2 separate regions of the Sus scrofa genome follow, and region 1 is linked to region 2. Evidence: chromatin contacts called from public HiChIP or PLAC-seq data. All regions are on one chromosome and are shown on one strand. Each heading gives the region's core, a stretch centred on a gene start, on an enhancer-like site or on the middle of the called end of the contact. The rest is flanking DNA. Distances are from core to core; before and after follow the strand shown.

Region 1 (5,849 bases), core at 1,743-4,242, 150 kb after region 2:
ATACAGACAATATGATTCCATTTATATGATGTTTGGAAACAGATAAAACCTAAACCCAACCAATGTGTAATATATGGAGGCACGCGTAAAGAGTAAATTATGAAGAAAAGTGAAGGAAAAGAAAATCACAGAAGATGAAAGAGTAGTTTACATAGGTTCTGGAAAAGAGTAGAGGACCCGCACAGAGCTCTAAAATATTAGTAATGTTCTATTTGATAACAAGAACTCACTTTATAATTACATGTACATACTTTTCTATATGCTATATATTTAACGCTGAAGTGAATATAATATTTAAAACAATTTAAGTTATGAAATATATAAAGAGCATTTCTATATTTTTGGTCAGCACCCCCACAGCCCTCCAGCCCAACCCTGTCTCCTTATGGTATAATGATTTGAGGTCGGATGAACCTAAATTCAAATCTCAATTCTGTCACTTCTTTGCTGTATGATCTTCATGCAGAGCTATAAGATCAATATCCAGACTCCAGACTTGCCATATGAAAGGGTTATAGTAAAACAGTAACTGAAAAATCATTACCTTGTTTAATGAAAAAATAAATATCAAATCAACAATTATGAGTTCTAGCTCTACACATATTTACTATGTATATGTTTTTTAATTAAGAAATATTAGCAATCAACTAACACTGTATATATAGATAGATACTCTGTACTCATATGTTGTTGCTGGCATTTCAAATCAATATACTCTTTCAGTGGAGTAGGTTTAACCATGTTGTATACGAAATGAAATATTAAAACATTGCCATTCTTAGGATTTCTACTTTGGGAAATTTAAGGTTACTTAGGAAAATAATCTCAAAAAGTCAGAATCAAACCAATGTGTACAATAATGTTTAAGGCAGAAATACTTGTGAAAACAAACTTGAAGCAATTCAAATTCCTTATTCATTGTAATTTCTCAAAGTAGAACACACTGACAATAAAAATAACATAATAAATATATGCCTTGTATTGGAATTTAGATATTTTAAACAATATCAAATGAATAACCAGAACTAAACATACATTCACATGCTGTCTGTATGATTAAAAAAATCGCAGAAGCATTAAAAATATCAGAGATAGTTAAAACAAGATAAATAGTTGTGTTCAGTTGATGGGAATGTTGAAGTGATTATAATTTTTAAAATAAGTGGGCACATATGTAATCTGAAGGATATATTTAATGATGGAATTTCAGGCAGTGTTATGGACAGATGGTGAAACTATTTGTGCAGGAGATAGGGGTAGTTAGGGGAAAGGGGGACCTAAAATTTCACCACATGGTAAGTTTCTATTACCAGAGGGTTTTCTCTGAGTTGTGCAGGCTGTGGAGCCAAAAGGAGAGAATTATATGGAAGATTTCTCAAAGGGAAAAAAACTGGAAGGACTGTGCTTAGAAAAATGTGATTGTAAGTTAATTTCTCTTTAGGATTTAAATTCTTCTTTTCCTTTGGTTCTTCTACCTATTTATTTCTAAAGCAATGCAACTTAATAATTTACTTCAGTATATGAGAGACAGCTTTCCAGGGTGAGTCTGAATCGTGTATGATTGGTCTGGCTAATTTGTTTAAATATTGAGAGATGTCTGAAAAACATAAGGGTGGAAGAATATAATCAATCATTCATGGAATGGTATTCACTTGCTTTGATGACAGTGATATAAAGGTGATTCTGTTGTGAGTCTTATCTCAATAAGTAATCTTAGTAAATTAAAGCCAAAACATGAATAAAGTGCCATTCCCAACCACAGGCTAGCATAGAAGAAGGTCAGGGAGCAAAAGAGGGCTGCATGGCTATTACAGCTTTCAAATTAGGGCAGATTAGAAATAAGGAAGAAGGCACCACCTCCTTAATCTGAATCAGTAAAGTACAGGTGTTCTGCAGAGAGAGAAAGTGAATTCATATAAAAGTGTTACACATCCAAGAGCACTATGACATTAGCAGGTCACTTCTCTCAGTTTCTCCAGTAATAAAATAAACTGAGAAATAACTCCCTCTCTCCCCCACCCTCTTTACCCCCACCATTCATACATCTGGAACATATTATGATTATAGATTAGAGAAGTCAATGATTTTTTTTTTTGTCTTTTTGCTATTTCTTGGGCCGCTCCCACGGCATATGGAGGTTCCCAGGCTAGGGGTCCAATTGGAGCAGTAGCCACCGGCCCACACCAGAGCCACAGCAACGCGGGATCCAAGCCGTGTCTGAAACCTACACCACAGCTCACGGCAACGCTGGATCGTTAACCCACTGAGCAAGGCCAGGGATGGAACCCGCAACCTCATGGTTCGTAGTCATATTCGTTAACCACTGAGCCATGACGGGAACTCCATCAATGATTTTTTTTTTTTTTCAGAACTTGATGTGCAGTTGTCCCTGCCATCGAGTGGCTTATCACACTCCAATCAAGGTTACCCTTATGAGTTACAGGATTTCTACCCAAACATTTTTCAGAGATTTTTAAATCACAAGTGATAAAACAGTGAGTGCATTTTTAAACTTAATTTTCCGTGGTATTAAAATTGTAAGACATGTAAATATATCACATAGACAATCGGTTTTTACCTTTAAGCAGCTCATGACTTTTTAAAAAATGCTTTTAATATCACAAGGTCTACGATGTAATCTTTCTAATAAGATCACTTGATATCAAGTTGCTCAAATGTGCACATGACCTTTCAAACAGAACTCCATCTCTTAATGCCATGAACTGTCATGCAAGCATTCGTAACTGGGGATTAAATTTCATATACATTATTTGATAAATCTACATATTACCAACAAAATAATCTTCAAAAAAAAACTATTCTCATTTCCAGATATATCTTGTTATATTTTTTCTTAAATCTACAAATCCCTTTAGGATCTAAAGTTTAGATAATATCACAAACTATTCAAAGGAATTAGTAAGTCTTTCCAGCAGCTGTTCTTCCAGTTCTCCAGGCAGCATCAAGTGGCAGGAACAGGCAGTAACCAAATCCATTTAATATTAGGTGTGACTCTGAGAGAACATTGACAACCTTACTGAAGCAGTGGGTCTGATGTTCTGAGGAATGGTCAAATAGGGGAGCCATATATAGCAGGCTGCACATACCATCCTTGGACCAAGCTTCATGTGGTGTATGGTTGACTTTTTGTTGGGATAACGACTTGCAGGAAGGGAAACAGCTCAGGAAAAAAAAAAAAGTCCTAATGTTGGACAGATCTAGATTCACATTCTTGCTCATCACATCAACCCCTCCAAGCCCTGTTTCCTCATCTGCAACCTGAAAATACAAACAATACCAATTCCACAAAGTTGTTTGAGGATGAAAAGGATGTAAACAACCTATTTATTATAAAAATGAAGCTCAAGAAAAGTTAGTTCCTTCTCTCCCATTTGGCTAGGTCATTGCTGGTCCTGATAAATTTTCAGTTTATTTTCAATTAAAGCCTTCTTAGATTCTCTAGTTAATGAGACACAGTTGATAACAATGTGATCTGTGTTGTTAATGCAAGGACTGAGTATAGAGTTTCCCTGGTGCTCCCTGGTACATTACTCAGACATTCTACAAGGTCATGGTTGTGTCATTGTGCAGAGCATACAATAAACAATACATCAACAGTTTTATGTCATCTTGTATGGGTCTTTTTTGTTCATTAACACTGCTCTGGGGTTTTGTGTTAATGATCTAAAGATAATCTCATTAGAATTTTATGGATAAAAAAGAAGGCTCATAGCAGTAACTGGCTGCATAAAACGAATTGAACAAGACTAGACTTTTAGCGCAACCTCCTTCCACAGCGAGAGGGTATGGATCAGGCAGGGTACCATAAACTCTGATGTGACCACATTGTAATGTCCTTTGGACCTATTCCATAATGAAATAGAAAGACCAGACCTATTTAACAAAAAGCTAGTTCTCCCTATAATGCTCAGCAAACATCATCTGTACGTTATATGGCACTTTAATTAAGAGGACCACTAAAATGGCAAACTGGAATATAGACATTGAAATAGGCATTTTCTTCCCTTTCTTCCTCCCTCCCTCTCTCCCTCCCTTCCCCCTTTTTTTCTTCCTTCCTTTCTTTGTTTTTATATATTTTATCCTTTTTACGGAAAGAATAACAGGCTACTAAGAAAAACACACAGCAAGATGAACTATTAGGGATTGAGGGGACTGATATCACTGGATATGCAATCATAAAATTCCTCTAGGTTTAGCCAAGAGTTAGAGATCAGGACTGAGACAAGACCAAGCACACATTATCACAATCTCTAAAACATGCCTGAAATGTGATAGAAAATTTATCTGAAGTTCAGCTATTTCATATCGCTCAGTTTGCTTTTCTTCTGTTATATTAAAATTAACTCCAGGAGTTCTGTCATGGCTGATAGGAAACGAATCTGACTAGCACCCGTGAGGACTTACATTCGATCCCTGGCCTTGTTCAGTAGGTTAAGGATCCGGTGCTGCCATGAGCTGTGGTTTAGGTCACAGACATGGCTCAGATCCCACGTTGCTGTGTCTGTGGTGTAGGCTAGCAGCTACAGCTCTGATTCGACGCTCCTCCCCCCCCCCCCCCCCCCCGCCGAGTCTGGGAACCTCCACATTTGCCACAGGTGCAGCCCTAAAAAGATAAAAATAAATAAATAAATAAATAAAATTAATCATTTTTATTAACTACTAGCTGGGAGTGGAGCCTAGCAATCTGAGTTTTAACAAGCTTGATTCTGACCACTTTCATGTGTGAGAACCATTGATTTAGATGGTTCTAATTCAAAAATTTTTTTAAATAATCATGTAGGCTTTAATTAAATCATCTGGCCAGATTTGGCCTCAGGCTACCAATTTTTAACTCTTAATGAGAATCATATGAAAAATAAAAGCTTGGTTTTTTTGTATGTCAATTCTGTAATTCTCTTTTCTAAAATAAAGATAGTATGTGGTAATGTTTGAACCTCAGATTTCTTCTCCCCAGGATTCAGGCATCTCTGGGCATGCCTGGGGGTTTCATGGAGGTAGGCCTTCTGGAATTCTATCTATAAGACAACTCAAGTTGCCACCAGAAGGGAACTAACCCAGTGGAAGAAACAACAAAGGTATAGAGGTGACATTTAGAGCAGCAAATGGAATTAAATACATCTGAGTACAACCTGGCATTTGCTGCTCAGATTATTTGCAGCCCAACCAGTTGGACTCATTCATTCTTTCAACAAATAGCTGTTGACAAAATAATACACAAGCAATAATAAGAATAGAAAAGAGTTTTATTTGAGCCAAGCTGAGGATTAGTGCAGAAGCCTGCTTTCCAGATTACTGTGAGAAACTGCTCTGGAGAAGCACAGTTTTCAGCATAGTTTTATATCTTGTTGAAAAAAAAGAGCATTAAACAAGTCAGGAATACGTTTCTTCAAGATTTCTTTTTTGAAAGAAAAAAGGAGACCAGCATGTACATGTACAGCATGTACAGTATACCTTGGCACCTGGGAAGGGAGTGTTATCATTAAAAGAGTACCAGCATTGGTGTCCCAAGAAGAGGGGCGGGCATTTAATCACACATGGAGTTTCCCAGGCTAGGAGTTGAATCAGAGCTGCCAGCCTACACCACAGCCATAGCAATGCCAGATCTGAGCCGTGTCTGCAATCTACAACACAGCTCATGGCAACACCGGATCCTTAACGCGCTGAGCGAGGCCAGGGATCGAACCCACATCCTTGTGGATCTTAGGTTCATTACCACTGACCCACAATGGGAACTCCAAACATGGACATTCTTTACTTCTGGTCATTGTACCCTTTCCTTTAATAATTAAAACAGATGTACAATGAATGTTTGATAGGCCACAGAAAAG
Region 2 (5,490 bases), core at 1,612-4,111:
GGATATTTTAAATTCACTGTCGTGAACATCGTTTGTTTAAGGATTTCAAAGAATACAGCATGGGAGAAAGTCAATTTAAGTGCCACACTACTAGAAATGTAAGAGTAGATGACAGAGCCACAACCTCTTGTCATCCTGATGTACTATGGTAGCTTGGAATCCCTTCTAGCACAGCTGCCGAAATCAACCAGTCAGTACAAGGAATGTCACTATGATACAATGGCTTCAAGCATCCATTACCAGACAGGAGAATTTCTTGGGAGCATTACATTTACTCAAAAGTTACTAGCAAATGCGACCAAGCCAATAATTTTCTGAATTATCTTTTAAGCGCCAACTATTTCCATTTAGAAGTTACCTCTGACTTCCTAGAAAAGAGCCTGACATTTACATAAGTCTCACAAGGGTGTGAAAAATCAATTTAACTGAACCCCTAGTTCTATATTCATTTCAGGAAAAATTGTTAGTTCAGAGTTCTTTTTAATCTATCTAATGTTTGAGTATATTTTTAAAAAATAGAATACAAAGAAGCAATTTTTTTTTCTACATAAGGTGAGACAGGCCTATGTTTTCTGACTTCACCTAATAAACTTTCATTGTGAAACACGGTATATACAGAAGTTTATAAAATACACATATACGGTTGAAAGGAAAACCTAAATTTAAAAAGAATACTGCCATAGAGCAGCTGCTTCCATGCACCTGTCCCTGATCATGTTCGTTCAGATTCTCCGTAGTTTTGCCACCTACGTATGTATTCATAGTAACAATATTTTACTTAATTTTGTCTCTAAACTTTTAAATAAAGTGAGTCATCCTATAAAGTATCCTCCTGTGACTTCTTTAATTCAGTATTATTTTAAGAATTATTCACATTAATGTATGTAGCTATAATACATTCACTTTTTACTGCCATCTAGTATTCAATTTGCATATCCATTAAGAGATAAAACTGTCATTATTCACAGATGATATGATTTTTATTTATTTTTTATGGTCACACCCATGGCATAGGGAAGTTCTCAGGTCAGGGACTGAATCCGAGCCATGGCTGTGGCAACACCAGATCCTTTAAGCCACTGTGCCCAGCTAGGGATGGAACCTGTACCTCCACAGTGACCTGAGCTGCTGCAGTCAGATTCTTCACCCATTCCATCATGGTGATAACTTTAATGGTATGATTTTATATGTAGAAAAATCTAAAGACCTCATGAATAAACTGTTAGGATAATGTGAGCATAGCAACATTGAAGATACATGGTTAATATTTAAAGAAAAACCACAAAATTGCTTTTGGAGCCCCTGTGCACTGTTGGTGGGAATGTAAAAATGGTGTGCCCATTAAGGAAAAAAATATGGTGGTTCCTAAAAAAAATTAAAAATAGAAGAATTGTATGATCCAACAGTTCCACTTCTAGGTATATCCCCAAATAATTGAAAGCAGGGTCTCAAAGAGATATTTGTACACTCACCTTCACAGCAGCATTATTCACAACAGCCAAAAACAGAAGCAACTCAAATGCCCATCAACACATGAATGGATGAAACAAAATATGGTATATACACATGTGGAATGTTTTTCAGCCTTAAAAAGGAAGGAAGTTCAGACACTTGCTATAATATGAATGAACCTTGATGACATTACCTTAAGAAAAAATACTAATAGAAATTTTTTGCCTACTGTGCAGATCAATTAAAAACCAAACATAACCTTGTTGCCTTAAATTTCACCAGGAGGGAAAAAACCTTCCAACATCATGTATATTCATGAAAAAAAAAATCTTTAGTCCACATACCATAAAGAAAATAACTACTTAGAGAAAAGTAAAGAAAAATCAGTTTTCTTCATATTAATCAAACTTCAAAACATGCCTTTTACTAGAATGCTTTAAGAAGACAATTCCTTATAACTGAATCTATGGAGGTTAAACAAATTTTTCCCTGTATGTGGAAATTTTATTCTATAATGGTGATAAAAGGTCTCAGCCTCAGAATTATTTTTAACACTACACAATTTGGCCTTCAGCCAAAGGTATATTAAATATACTTTTAGTTTTAATTAAAATCTTCGCAAGATTGGCATCTTAAGAACTTGAGTTTAAATTTAAAATGTACTTCTGAATTACTTTTCAAATATTTGGAGTCAAATAAAATAAGCTGATCCAAGCATAACATTAAATTTTAAACGGAGCTAATAAAGATTTGGGGGCACAGGCCCAGGAAACTCACAAGTAGAGAGACTTGTTGATCATTGAGGTGAGGGCCCAGAATTCCCTGTGAAATGCCGTATTTAGAAACTTGCAACCCCAAGTTAAGTGGGCAGGGAGTCATCCTACCCCTACAAATGTCAAGGAACCATGTTTCTTTAGGTAGTGTTTTCAGTATAACACCTACTTGTCTTGATATATCTAATTCTTAAAGCAGCTAATTAAATACTCTGGAGAGGAATTGACTATGGAGAGAATGGAAAGAAGAGTCACAAGGTATGAAGTAACAGGGTGTGACCAGGGAAGAGATGTCCAGAGTCATCAAGTTAGTGTTGCTGTTAGAGACCTCAACGGAAGAAAAAAAAAAAAAAAAAGCAGCAGCAGCCTCAACTGGATGTCCTTCACTTATGTTCCAAATAACACCGACCCCAACCCCAACACAGACAGACACGCACACATAGAAAGGCACCGATCACATGAGTCCTGGAAGCCAAGACACTTTTGGTCTACAACTAATTACAGGTTAAATTAGGCGGTAAGCTCAGCTTTCCATCACATAAATCACCCTATATGCCAGCACAAGTTCCCTCTGTTGGTGTTGCTGTTTACACCCTCTACCAGGGACCTCACCAAGCAATCCCACAGAGTTCAGTTTATTCCCACAAACCAAAGGGTCCTGTGTTAGCAGGTTGCTTGGCAACGGCTGAAGTTACACTGGACACACCTAGTCACAGAGACATTTTTAGACCTGCCCTCCACTTTCCCCCCTTCAGCTCCCCCAGGAGAATGCACAAAGACATCCATTCAGGCTAAGATGGAGGTGTTGGGAGACCACAGGGAGTACCATGCACTGCTGGACACGGCCTCCATGATACTCTGATTGAGTCACTTTAGTCAATCACTAGTGCTATCTTTGTGCTTTCAACTTCATCACCCTGTTTGTCTTTCTCCCAGACATGAATAGAATTCAGTCTTCCAAGACCTCTGCTACAAGTATATATACAGTAGGGCAACCCATACAAGTGAGGTAGGGCAAATGGCATGAGGCTCCCTGCAAAATGCACAGGGGAGATGAGGCCACTCTTTTCCTCTCCTCACTGGGAAAAAGAATAGGTCAAACACCTAGCTTCCTCTAGTGAATCAACAAAAGAAAGTAGTTGGCAATCTACAAAAGAACATAATTTAAGCAACATTAAGCCCTTTGAGGTATCAATCTAGTTTTTCTGCAGAAAGATTCTTTAAAATATCTTTTAAAAATTGTTTACCATGATCTGCATCTTGCCAAGTCTGTTCATAACTTAGTTTCCAGTTAGAAGAAAAGCTGAATTCATCACATAGTCATGGAGACACACTGTTCCCATTAGCAAGAGTATAACCCAGTTCTTGGTAGCATATTCGTGCTATACCTGGACACAGTGCCAAATACCGAAAACAAACTAACAGTACCTGCCCTGTTATGGTTCACAAGGATGTGATTATTGCAATCCAAAAGTTTCTTTTTTCCCCAACAAAAGCAAGTTGGCTTGAAAGAAAATGAGCTGTACAAACAGTAAATAAGTTTGAAATGACGCTCCATATGTACAGGAAGTATTCCAAGAACATCAGCTTAGTCACCAAACCCTTATGCACAGAGTCTGCAAACCAAGGCCTGAACTAGGTACTTTCATATATTGTCTTTTCATTTCATATTTCTAACAGTAACGACCAAATTCTGAGTCATTTGCAAGCTCCTACCAATTAATTTAATGACAGAAAAATCATACTTAGACCAGAGATTTTCTCATTCAGGAAAAGTTGGCAAATCATCTACATTATCACACGCACCACCAACATGCTCACCAACACCCCCTCAGCCACCAAGATGAGCTCAGAGGGCAAATAAAACCATCCTATATGGGAATGCCCTCGAACTTCTGCCCCCAGATCAGACCCTCAGGACCTTCCTGCATCTCTACCTTTGTTGCTTCCTCTTCCTTCTGGCCACAGGAACAGCTGTCCCCCACCCTAAAGCAATCTCTCTGCCCATCTCAAGGTCCCCATTTCATCAATCACCCAATCTCAGTGGCAGCCTCTCTCTCTCTATACCTTTCCATCAAATACTTGACATCTAAAAAACAAAGAAAACATCAATGTATATACTTACTCATCCTTTTCCATACTCACAACCTTTTCTCTCCATCTTCTTAAAGGCAAAGCTTCTTGAAAAAGCTGCTCCACTCATCTCTACTTCCTCACCTCCCTTTCACTCACTCACCCAATGCAATTTGGCCTTCTTATAGATCAGTGTACTGCTCTTACCAAGCTCATCAACATCCTCCTAACTGCTAAACCTTGTCAATAACATCAATACTTCTGGAGTTCTCTTATGGTGCAGTGGGTTAAGGATCTTAAGTTGTCACTTTAGCGGCTCAGGTTGCTGCTGTAGGGTAAGTTCAATCCCTGGCCCAGGAACTTCCACATTGTGCAGGCACAGCAAAAAACAAAAACATTAATACTTTTCTTACTTGCGTCCTCAGCTGCATCTGACATAACTGACCGCTCCATAAATCTTGAAATGCTCTATTCTCCTTGCCTTCTGCAACACTACGTTCTATGTTCCTCCTCAGAGTTTCCTGGTGGCCTGGTGGTTAAGGATTTGGCATTGTCACTCTGTGGCTCGGGTTTGATCCTTGGCCTGGGACCTTTAACATGCCTGAAAAAAAAAATCCAAACAAACAAACAAAAGAAGAAGTTTATTTTCCTCCTTTTGCTGCCTGTTCCTTTTCAAGCAGATTTTAAGAAGATCTCGTCTTTCCAGACAATCTGCTCCAGTCTCATGTCTATGGCACCAAGACACAACCAACTGCCAAGCCAAGAGTCTGCTCACATCTGTCCAGTGACTAAGTCCTGTCAGCCTCATGAAACTGTCTCTGCTGCCACCACTGGCAGCCCACTCACTCTCATCTGTGTTACCAGAGTGGTCTCTATGGTCTCCTTTCCTCCCTCCAACTCACCTTCTACCTTGCAAGTGGTGATCTTTTAGAAGAGAATTTGAAATCCTTTCTCTCCTGATTACATCACTCACTAAATAAAGCACTAACAGCACAGCAGAGATTATTAGCTGCCTATATCAACATCTTCCCCATCCATTTCTGAACCCTGATTTTCAGCCAGACACACCACCATCCAAAATAAGAGACCACAATTCCAGCCTCCATTGCAGCTCTTTGTGCCAAAGTTCTGGTCTTTGTGATTAGCTGGAAATGAGTTGAAAGCTTTCCAGGAAGTTGCTGTGAAAGGGCAG

Evidence for each region. HiChIP or PLAC-seq counts read pairs in DNA pulled down with a chosen protein or histone mark.
Region 1: an H3K27ac HiChIP or PLAC-seq map of skeletal muscle shows a contact between it and region 2. The contact joins two enhancer-like sites. A contact is called at or near these places in 2 of 2 datasets of contacts at active chromatin or transcription factors (alveolar macrophages and skeletal muscle).

Annotation. Positions count from the first base shown.
Region 1 is chr3:78,134,054-78,139,902 of Sscrofa11.1, forward strand. It overlaps the pseudogene LOC110260124. Among named protein-coding and RNA genes, the nearest start is that of UGP2, 110 kb to the left of the region's middle. Within about 2 kb of position 2,993, at least 7 of the 83 cell types and tissues checked have an H3K27ac peak or open chromatin away from gene starts, as enhancers often do. A contact at or near this core is called in skeletal muscle, where this site is marked.
Region 2 is chr3:77,988,795-77,994,284 of Sscrofa11.1, forward strand. The region is part of intron 3 of UGP2 (UDP-glucose pyrophosphorylase 2); the gene reads right to left. Among named protein-coding and RNA genes, the nearest start is that of UGP2, 39 kb to the right of the region's middle. Within about 2 kb of position 2,862, at least 6 of the 83 cell types and tissues checked have an H3K27ac peak or open chromatin away from gene starts, as enhancers often do. A contact at or near this core is called in skeletal muscle, where this site is marked.